3 separate regions of the Mus musculus genome follow, and regions 1 and 3 are each linked to region 2. Evidence: chromatin contacts called from public HiCAR-type data. All regions are on one chromosome and are shown on one strand. The core of a region is the stretch at or near the end of the contact, and the rest is flanking DNA. Distances in the headings are between cores, read along the strand shown. Region 1 has its middle 73 kb from the start of Gm40217. Region 2 has its middle 240 kb from the start of Gm40217. Region 3 has its middle 53 kb from the start of Gm29922.

Evidence for each region. HiCAR-type assays count read pairs that join an accessible place to other places.
Region 1: a HiCAR-type map of fibro-adipogenic progenitors shows a contact between it and region 2, with 5 times the contacts expected there. The contact joins two enhancer-like sites. A contact is called at or near these places in 1 of 39 promoter capture datasets (the 3T3-L1 cell line), 1 of 484 Hi-C or Micro-C datasets (embryonic fibroblasts) and 1 of 115 datasets of contacts at active chromatin or transcription factors (fibro-adipogenic progenitors).
Region 3: a HiCAR-type map of fibro-adipogenic progenitors shows a contact between it and region 2, with 5 times the contacts expected there. The contact joins two enhancer-like sites. A contact is called at or near these places in 1 of 15 datasets of contacts at CTCF or cohesin (the NIH/3T3 cell line), 3 of 484 Hi-C or Micro-C datasets (adipose-derived mesenchymal stem cells, embryonic fibroblasts and nephron progenitors), 3 of 115 datasets of contacts at active chromatin or transcription factors (embryonic stem cells and fibro-adipogenic progenitors) and 1 of 9 other capture datasets (embryonic stem cells).

Annotation. Positions count from the first base shown.
Region 1 is chr4:105,244,517-105,247,216 of GRCm38.p6, reverse strand. No RefSeq gene overlaps it. Among named protein-coding and RNA genes, the nearest start is that of Gm40217, 73 kb to the left of the region's middle. Within about 2 kb of position 1,381, at least 139 of the 459 cell types and tissues checked have an H3K27ac peak or open chromatin away from gene starts, as enhancers often do. A contact at or near this core is called in fibro-adipogenic progenitors, where this site is marked.
Region 2 is chr4:105,553,791-105,556,490 of GRCm38.p6, reverse strand. No RefSeq gene overlaps it. Among named protein-coding and RNA genes, the nearest start is that of Gm40217, 240 kb to the right of the region's middle. Within about 2 kb of position 1,305, at least 17 of the 459 cell types and tissues checked have an H3K27ac peak or open chromatin away from gene starts, as enhancers often do. A contact at or near this core is called in fibro-adipogenic progenitors, where this site is marked.
Region 3 is chr4:105,897,010-105,899,709 of GRCm38.p6, reverse strand. No RefSeq gene overlaps it. Among named protein-coding and RNA genes, the nearest start is that of Gm29922, 53 kb to the right of the region's middle. Within about 2 kb of position 1,354, at least 19 of the 459 cell types and tissues checked have an H3K27ac peak or open chromatin away from gene starts, as enhancers often do. A contact at or near this core is called in fibro-adipogenic progenitors, where this site is marked.

The sequences.
Region 1 (2,700 bases), core at 132-2,631, 310 kb after region 2:
AGCAGGAATGCACAAGCTCTAGGCTCCAACGTGCAGATGGAGCTTAGGAAAGATGCTTCTCTGTGTCTCTGTTTTCTCCTCTGTAAATAGTGCCTGTTTAGTTGACTTATTACCACAAAGAACAAAGGATTCTAAAATACACGAAGGCCCATTTTTAAGTGCTAAGGGAAAATCACTTTCATAGGGGTGACCATTATTAGTAAGAAAAAAGGAACTTCTATATTCCCAATTCTCTCACAGTTTCACACATATATATATAATGGGCTTTGATCATATTCACCCTCATTTTCCTTTTACCCCTCTCCACCTCCGATTGAACTTCTTCTCAACAAGTTTGGTGTGTGTGTGTGTGTGTGTGTGTGTGTGTGTGTGTGTGTGTGTGTGTGAGAGAGAGAGAGAGAGAGAGAGAGAGAGAGAGAGAGAGAGGCGGGGGGGAGAGAGGGGAGGAGAGGTTTATTTACCTAAGCAATGACAACTATTTTTAAAATTTAAAAATATAGAAAGTCAAGTCTTAATGAGATATCAAAAAACAAACACCACTAGACAGAGCCCAGGGGAAAGGGCAGTACACCTGATGCCCGAGGTCCAGCCCCAGTCTCACGACATTCTTATGCTGTGATCTTAAATAATTAGTAAGCCTCGCTGGTCTCCACTTATTTCTTAGTAAAATGAAGGGGTGAGCCCTCCCCAAGGGCCTTCTAGTTCCTATATTCTGTGGGTACCGGGACCTCTGCCCCTTTGCACCTGTTCCTTCTGGGGTTGAACCACGTGTGGCCAGGGAAAGTCGATTTCCTTAGTGGATTTCTCCGAATCATATACATACTTACCTTCCTACTTTGACCTATCCTTTGTTTGCCTTGCTGTCTCCCTAATCCTCCACACTGAGCACTTCTAGAGGGCATGGCATGGATGGATTAATATAAAAGGTTAAGAGTAAGGAAGGCAGATGGGGTCCATTTTGAACTTTGGCTCCCACTATCTTGGTGATGTTGGATAAGCCACTTCAAGCCTCCAAGTCTCGATTGCTTCGACTAAAAAGAGACAGCAATATGTGAATCACGGGCATCTGAGGAGGAACATTAATCCGATTGCTGGAACAGACACAGGAAAGGGCTGGGAGTTGTCTTTCCAGAAACGTGAGGTGTGGCTGAAAATAAGAATACCGTGTTGGTAAAATGCATGCAACGGAGTCGATCCGCTTGGAAATGCCAAACTCCACCGACCAGGCATACCCCCATAATAAACTACCAGGCACAAAGATATTAAGCTTCAACCATCCTGGCAGCGACTGAGGGACACCACTAGCTACCCCCATGGCCTTGGGCGGAGCCTGTTCCGCCCGCCCGCCCACTAGGCGGTCTCCACGCCCTGCCTTTCTCAAGCCGCGAAAAGGAGGAGCTGGAGCTCTTGTGCAAAATCCCCTCAGCTGTGATTGCACCCCAGACAAAGACACTGCTACAAAAGCAGACTGTATTTGCATTCTAAAGTCACGCGGCCGAACTCAGAAGCCCAGGATGAGATCCAAGCAGTCGAGGACAATAAAGGCTTCTCTGTCCACCTGGCAGCCTGGCAGGACACAGGCCTAGGACAGACAGGCACTCAGGGCGACGGGAGGATCCCTGCAGCCCAGGGATCCCAGCGGTCTTCCTAGGGAAAGAGAGGTTCTCTAGGTGGGAGAAGGCAGAGAGCCAAGGCGTCAGGAACTGCCCGAAATGCTGGGTCCTCACACAGTAAGAAGTGCCACGCGAGCCTATTGCAGGGAAAAGAAAACAAAAGGAAAGTCAGATGTTCTTAGGGGAATCTGTGTTTATTAAAACCGACGATAGAGAAATAAGTACTCTGCCCAGGGCCTCAGAAACAGCCCTGTCACGACCTCTTTCCATCCCTCTATCCCTCTCCTTTTGCAGCTTCAGGTCCACCCGCTGCCACAATCTAATGGGCGAGTGTACCTGTCACACACAAAGCTGGTCAGTCCAGTTCCTCTATCCATTGTCACCTGAATCTGAAGGACAACGAGCAGAAGGCACGCGGATTTGCCGACTATTACCAACAGATTCTCCAGACCACGGCAGAGTGGGTCCTCATGCTATCAAATAGTCCAACTTTACAGAGCTTTCTCTCTTGCTACTCGGAGCTACTGTGTTCCATGGTCCTTGTTCTCAACCTCCAAAACCCTCTTCTCCGCCGTTGCTCATCTTGTTCTTGTTTGATTGCAGACATGGATGCAATCAATTAGACCAGAACTTCAGAAACTCTTCCTCACCCACTGCAAACCTGCCCTCCACCCCCGCCCCACTCCTGGAACCCCCTGCTTTCCTCTGGTGCAATCTCAGCATTATTTTCATGGGTGGAATAACCATAGGGCTTTTAAACATTACTTTCCCGTCTCTGAGTCAGTTTGCTCAGCAGACAAATATTATCTCATCTCCCTCATCTTTAAGAGGAAATTGAAACAAGAACGAGACCAAGGCGAACCGTCTCTTTTGACTCGCTATGCCTCTTTTCCCAGTTACTTCGCAGCTCTCAATCCCTGTGTTTTGGATAACCATGCCAATAATCTTCATCCACCTTCAGAGGAACAATTCTGTAAAAATGCTGTAATATTAGCCCATTAAGTTGTAATATAAGCCCTTAAGTTGGCCAAAGCCTTCATTATTAGTTTAAGTTATTGCAAAGAATGAATTCAGTGCCAACTGGGAG
Region 2 (2,700 bases), core at 56-2,555:
TGTGTTGTTTTAGGTCATGATTCCAGATAGGGGATAATGAGAGAGAAGGAAGAGATCTTAAGAGAGTCAGGAAGTAGAGTAAAGGCATTGATGTAATAAGAAAGCAGAATGGAGAAATAACTGGAGAAGCAAATGGAAGAAGAAACATGGCCAGGACAGCAGGAAGGGAGAACGAATGTGAACGTGGTATAATAAATGACATCTAAGATTCACAGTTTTATGCAGATGGTTCTTTTGGTGTTTTGGTGTTTTTTTTCTGTTTTGTTTTTTGGTTTTTTGTTTTGTTTTGTTTTGTTTTGGCAGGCTCATTCATATGTGTGCATTCTGCCAGGAAACTGACTGACTGCAGGTCTCAGATGGCCTCACTTGCATATCCAGCATTTGGCACCAGCTGTCAGCTAAAAACAAGTTAATTTCTCTCAATGAGAGGGAAATTGTGTCTCCAACAGATATTTGGCAAGTGTGTAGATAATTTCTATTGTCACCGCTATGTGGAAGAGGACAGAGCATACCATAATACACAAATCAGCCTCCCACAAGAGTAAGATACCTAACCTAAAATGTCAATAGTGCTGAGAAGCCCAGAGACAAGTACATTTACATAAAATGTCTTCTTTAGTGTTTACAATAACCATAACAGAAGAGTGACACCCCCATTATCTACAAATAAGAGAGTACCGCTGTGAGGAGGTAAGTCGTCAACAAGAGCTCACAGTAGCAAAAAGGGAAGCTGGGCCTAAATGTGCACATATGTGGGTTCTTAACGAACACAACAGAGCTATACATCCCCCTTGGAATGTTGACCTGCATAGAAGATCCAGTTTTCTAAATAGTAAGATACAGCCAGGCAACAGTCCAAGCTTCCCATCTAAGTTAAGGTATGGTGGCACACACCTAATATTCCAACACTGGGAGACTAGAGAATTTCAGTGGGTATCAGGCTATACAATGAGCTCAAGGCAAGCCTGAGGAGATGTGGGAAGGCATGATGCTTACCTGTTCTCCCTCAAGACAGTGCTGCCAGTATCTGGGGGGAGCCCCTCCTTACCTCCCAAGTCATCTGTTCTCCAGAATCAACGGCTCCAGATTTGGAATCTCACTCACGGGAAGCTATTCCAAGTCATCTCATGAATCTATTGTCCAAATCCTCGTTAAAGCAGCACATGAAATGTTGTTCCAGGAAACAAGTGTGATGATTCAGACGTACATGTACATCAGTGAGAATGGGACTGGCCAGTGCCCCATCAGCTCACTGCACTCCCAATAAGCTAGCTCGGGACCACAATTCGCTAGTTGGCAGACACAGAACACCATTGCCTCACACTGTCATTAAATCTCAGCACTTTGTTTCACACAGGCATCGAAAAGCCTTCTCTCTCTACTCTGACCTCCCCTTGGCTGCTTGGACTCAACTCACACACTTAACGTCATTTATTTTATTTTGAGATTACACAATTCTAAGTGCTTAGGGAGTGCGTTTCTGGGTATTCCACATGCTCACTGTTGATTGTAGAATACAAATAGTAAATCTCTTGGTAGAGGGGTCACTCAGGTAGGTGATAGAAACAAATGAAAAGTAATCAGGTGGGATCCAAACCTGTGAGGCAAGATCTCTGGTGATCTGGGAATTTAGAAGACAGCTTTTCTTAGTTTGACCTAACCACTGTCATGCAAAAATGAAGGCCAGAGTTTATAGGTCTTCCGGCAAAAGAAAGAAAGAAAGAAAGAAAGAAAGAAAGAAAGAAAGAAAGGAAGGAAGGAAGGAAGGAAGGAAGGAAGGAAGGAAGGAAGGAAGGAAGGAAGGTTGAAAGTCTGTATTTTTACTGGATATACTCCATCTTTCATTGTTGGCCCCTAATTCACAAAATTTTAACATACACTATTGGCCATAAAAATAATAACAATAAATAAAAGAATCTGTAGACTGGGTTCAGTTCACGACAGGCTTCAAGTTTGCAAACTTCTCCTGTGGGGATTAAGGACTTGCTCAGCACTGGTTTTAATCAGACAAAAATGTAAAATGACTTGCATTATCTTAGATTTAAAACCATAGCATTTATTTTCACTACTCCCCTGTTAATCACAGGCTTGATACTTTTAAAGCCAAAAGAATCTTCAGGGTTACGCTGTTTAGTTTTTTTTTTTGTTTGTTTGTTTTGTTTTGTTTCACAAAGGAGGAACGTGTGATTCAGAAACAAGAAGTCATTTGAATTTTAGATAAATTTCTGGAAAAACAATTCTAAAGACTCAGATTTCTGGAAGTGGAAGGACCAAGTCTTGGTTTCACAACATGAACACTAGTGTTGTTTTACAACAGTTCTTGGTTAGGGGGTGAGCTTTTGTTAGGTGACCAAACACTTAACAAGAAACCACTTAGAGAGGAAAGATTTATTTGGGCTTACAGTTTGAAGAATTCTGATCCATCAAGGCAGGGAAGGTATGGAGGTGATCCTATCTGATCCTTGGTGGCAGCAGCAGGAGACAGCTGGGTTTCTTACATTCCAGTGGGAAAGGATGAAGGGAGGCAGTGCTGGCATTCAGCAGGCTTTCTTGTTCTCCCTTTGTGTACAGCCTAAGATGCTAGCATCAGCTTGTGGGGTGCTGCTGCCCACATGAAGAGGGGCCTGGGAGCAGTGTTTGACTGCTTAGCTAATCCTCTCTGGAAAGGTTCTGGCAGACATATCTAAAGGTAGATCTCAC
Region 3 (2,700 bases), core at 105-2,604, 340 kb before region 2:
AACTTTCTGAGAATAGTGAACTCAGAAAGATTTTGTTTGTTTGGTTTTTTTTAGTTCATGGTAGAAGAATGTAGAGGTTGGAAAGATGAGGCAGACAAAGAAATGCAGAGGCTTCTAAACTCAACCAGTAAGGTGTCAAGGATGTCAACTGATCCCAGGAATGTCCTCACAAGAACACAGATATAGGCTCAAGGCGTGAAGCAAAGCACAAGGAGTGGCAGATCACAGGTGTTTGGCCACATCTTCATGTAATTCGCTTATGATTTTGGGGTCTACTTGAGCCCCATGTCCTATCATCTTCCAGACTGTGAAACCCCAACATTATGGCCTGGTAGAGTAGACATTTGGTTTGTGATAACCCTCCAGCTCTCATGGTAATGTGGACATGGTTAAGGGGCCTAGCAAACACATAAGTAGATGCTCACAGTCAGCTATTGGATGGAGCACAGCGCCCCCAATGGAGGAGCTAGAGAAACTATCCAAGGAGCTAAAGAGATCTGCAACCCTGTAGGTGCAACAACATTATGAACTAACCAGTAGCCCGGCGCTCTTGACTCTAGCTGCATATGTATCAAAAGATGGCCTAGTCGGCCATCGCTGGAAAGAGAGGCCCATTGGACTTGCAAACTTTATATGCCCCAGTACAGGGGAATGCCAGGGCCAAAAAAATGGGAATGGGTGGGTAGGGAAGTGGAGGGGAGGGTATGGGGGACTTTTGGGATAGCATTGGAAATGTAATTGAGGAAAATATGTAATAATAAAAATATTAGAAAAAAAAACAGTAACAAGCCTGAGAGATAGAGATGGAGAGAAAGGGACAAGGGGGAGAATGGTTTGAAAGGAGTAGGCATGATACCCCCAGGGAGAAGTAGAGGCAAGTTCAGGAGCACTGGTCCAAGACAGATGAAGCCAATAGGAATGATAGAATCATTGAGTTACAATCTTGGGTGGGATAATAAGACACATTAAAATGTGTTGAGTGTGGAGAGGCTATTAGAAGTAGTATTTATGTTATTCAGAGAACAGCTGTAGACAGCATTTGGTGGTCAGAGGAACCTGCTAGTGGACATACCACTTGGTCTGTGATGAGGCTTGAAGGAATGAGAAAGGGATGTAGAAAAGCCATTGAGGGAAAAGGCCAAAATCCTGCAAATAATGCAACTTGGCTCCTGAGTTTGATTCACTATGGAGGAATTCACCCAAGGCCATTGGCCAACTGGAAGAGCCCAAAGGTCAAGGGCTGCACATTTTTTCATAGAGTTTCTCATTTATTTGAGCTTAAATGAGGCTAAATTCTTAGGGGAAATGAGCACATGCTAAGCATCTCCAAAACCAGGAGGCTTCATAGCCAGGAAACTACGTTGGTCCGATAGTAATACCAATGACTAATACAATACTCTTAGGTCTCCTGTGGTCTGAGTCCCAGGAATCCGAGCTGGCAACAACACAAATAGATGAAGGCAATTATGCAAGAGGTACCTCTGTGACTATCCCTAGAAAAATGATGAGAGGAGTTCCCACTGCAGTGGCCTTATCCACCTATTAGATAGATGTAAATTATCCTGTATGTGGTTAGTCTGGGCTACATCGTAACGATAGCTCTTTAACCACCAACCCCTCTTACTGGTTCTCCAAACACCTTGCTTTATCTTTTTGATTTACCTTTGCTGGGTCCAGACTCAGGACAAGTCATTTTGTAAGGATCCTATTGACCTTTTTAGTTCCAGATAGAAGTTTCTGCTACTGGAATGCTCCATCTTCCCTTGTTCTCCACAGCAACTGGGAATGCTTAATTGTCATAGTTGGGACCTTACAAAGAAACATGAATGGACTTGTTTTCCCCCCTTTATCTGACTGGACTTTCAAATAGAAAATTCAATATAATTGAGTTTGCAGATAGGAATTCCTAAGCTTCTACCACTGGGCCTTCTTGGCCAAAGGACGATCAGCCTATTGTGATAGGGAAATCATGGTGGCAGGAGCTTGAGACAGCTGGTTATATAGCATCCACAGTGACGAATGATGATGTTCAGCCAGCTTTTCCATTTTTATCCAGTCTAGGAATGCAACCCCATGGAATGGTGCAGACTACAGGAATAGTCTTCCCATTCAATTTACTTAATCTAGTTATTAATGGCTTTCAAGTATGCCCAGATCCTAGGTGATTCTAGATCTTGTCAGGTTGACAATCGATATTAACTATCACACTACAAAACGCGAGCTTGCTGGATATCTTAGAAAATGATCTCTTTGGTTGGCTTTTTTCCCCAATATCTTTTACAGGTGCAATATTAGAAGGAATATAAGTTACAGAGGTAAACACAAGTGGATTCAAATCCAAGGTCTACCAGTTGGTTTGTTCTTAATTCATTTAACATCTTTGAGATGACTTATTCTTTTACAAAATTCAGTGATTAATACTGATACTAGTGGGTTATTGTAAGGACTCGGGGGCCCAGTCTACATAAATCCAGCTCAGCTGGATGTCTCAACACTTACTATGTGCCATTTTGACACTAGTGCACATGGAGGATTCACTGCAAATTATTTTGAAAGTCAGGGAAAGTAGAAGTATGGTCTTGGGTAAATGTACCTTCTTCCTAGTTAGAAGATGAAGGAAGAGAGATGCAAATGGCTGGGCAATTCTGGTCTGCTCTGGATCTCTCAGGTACCTAGTAGGCTTAGTTCAGTCCATTTTAG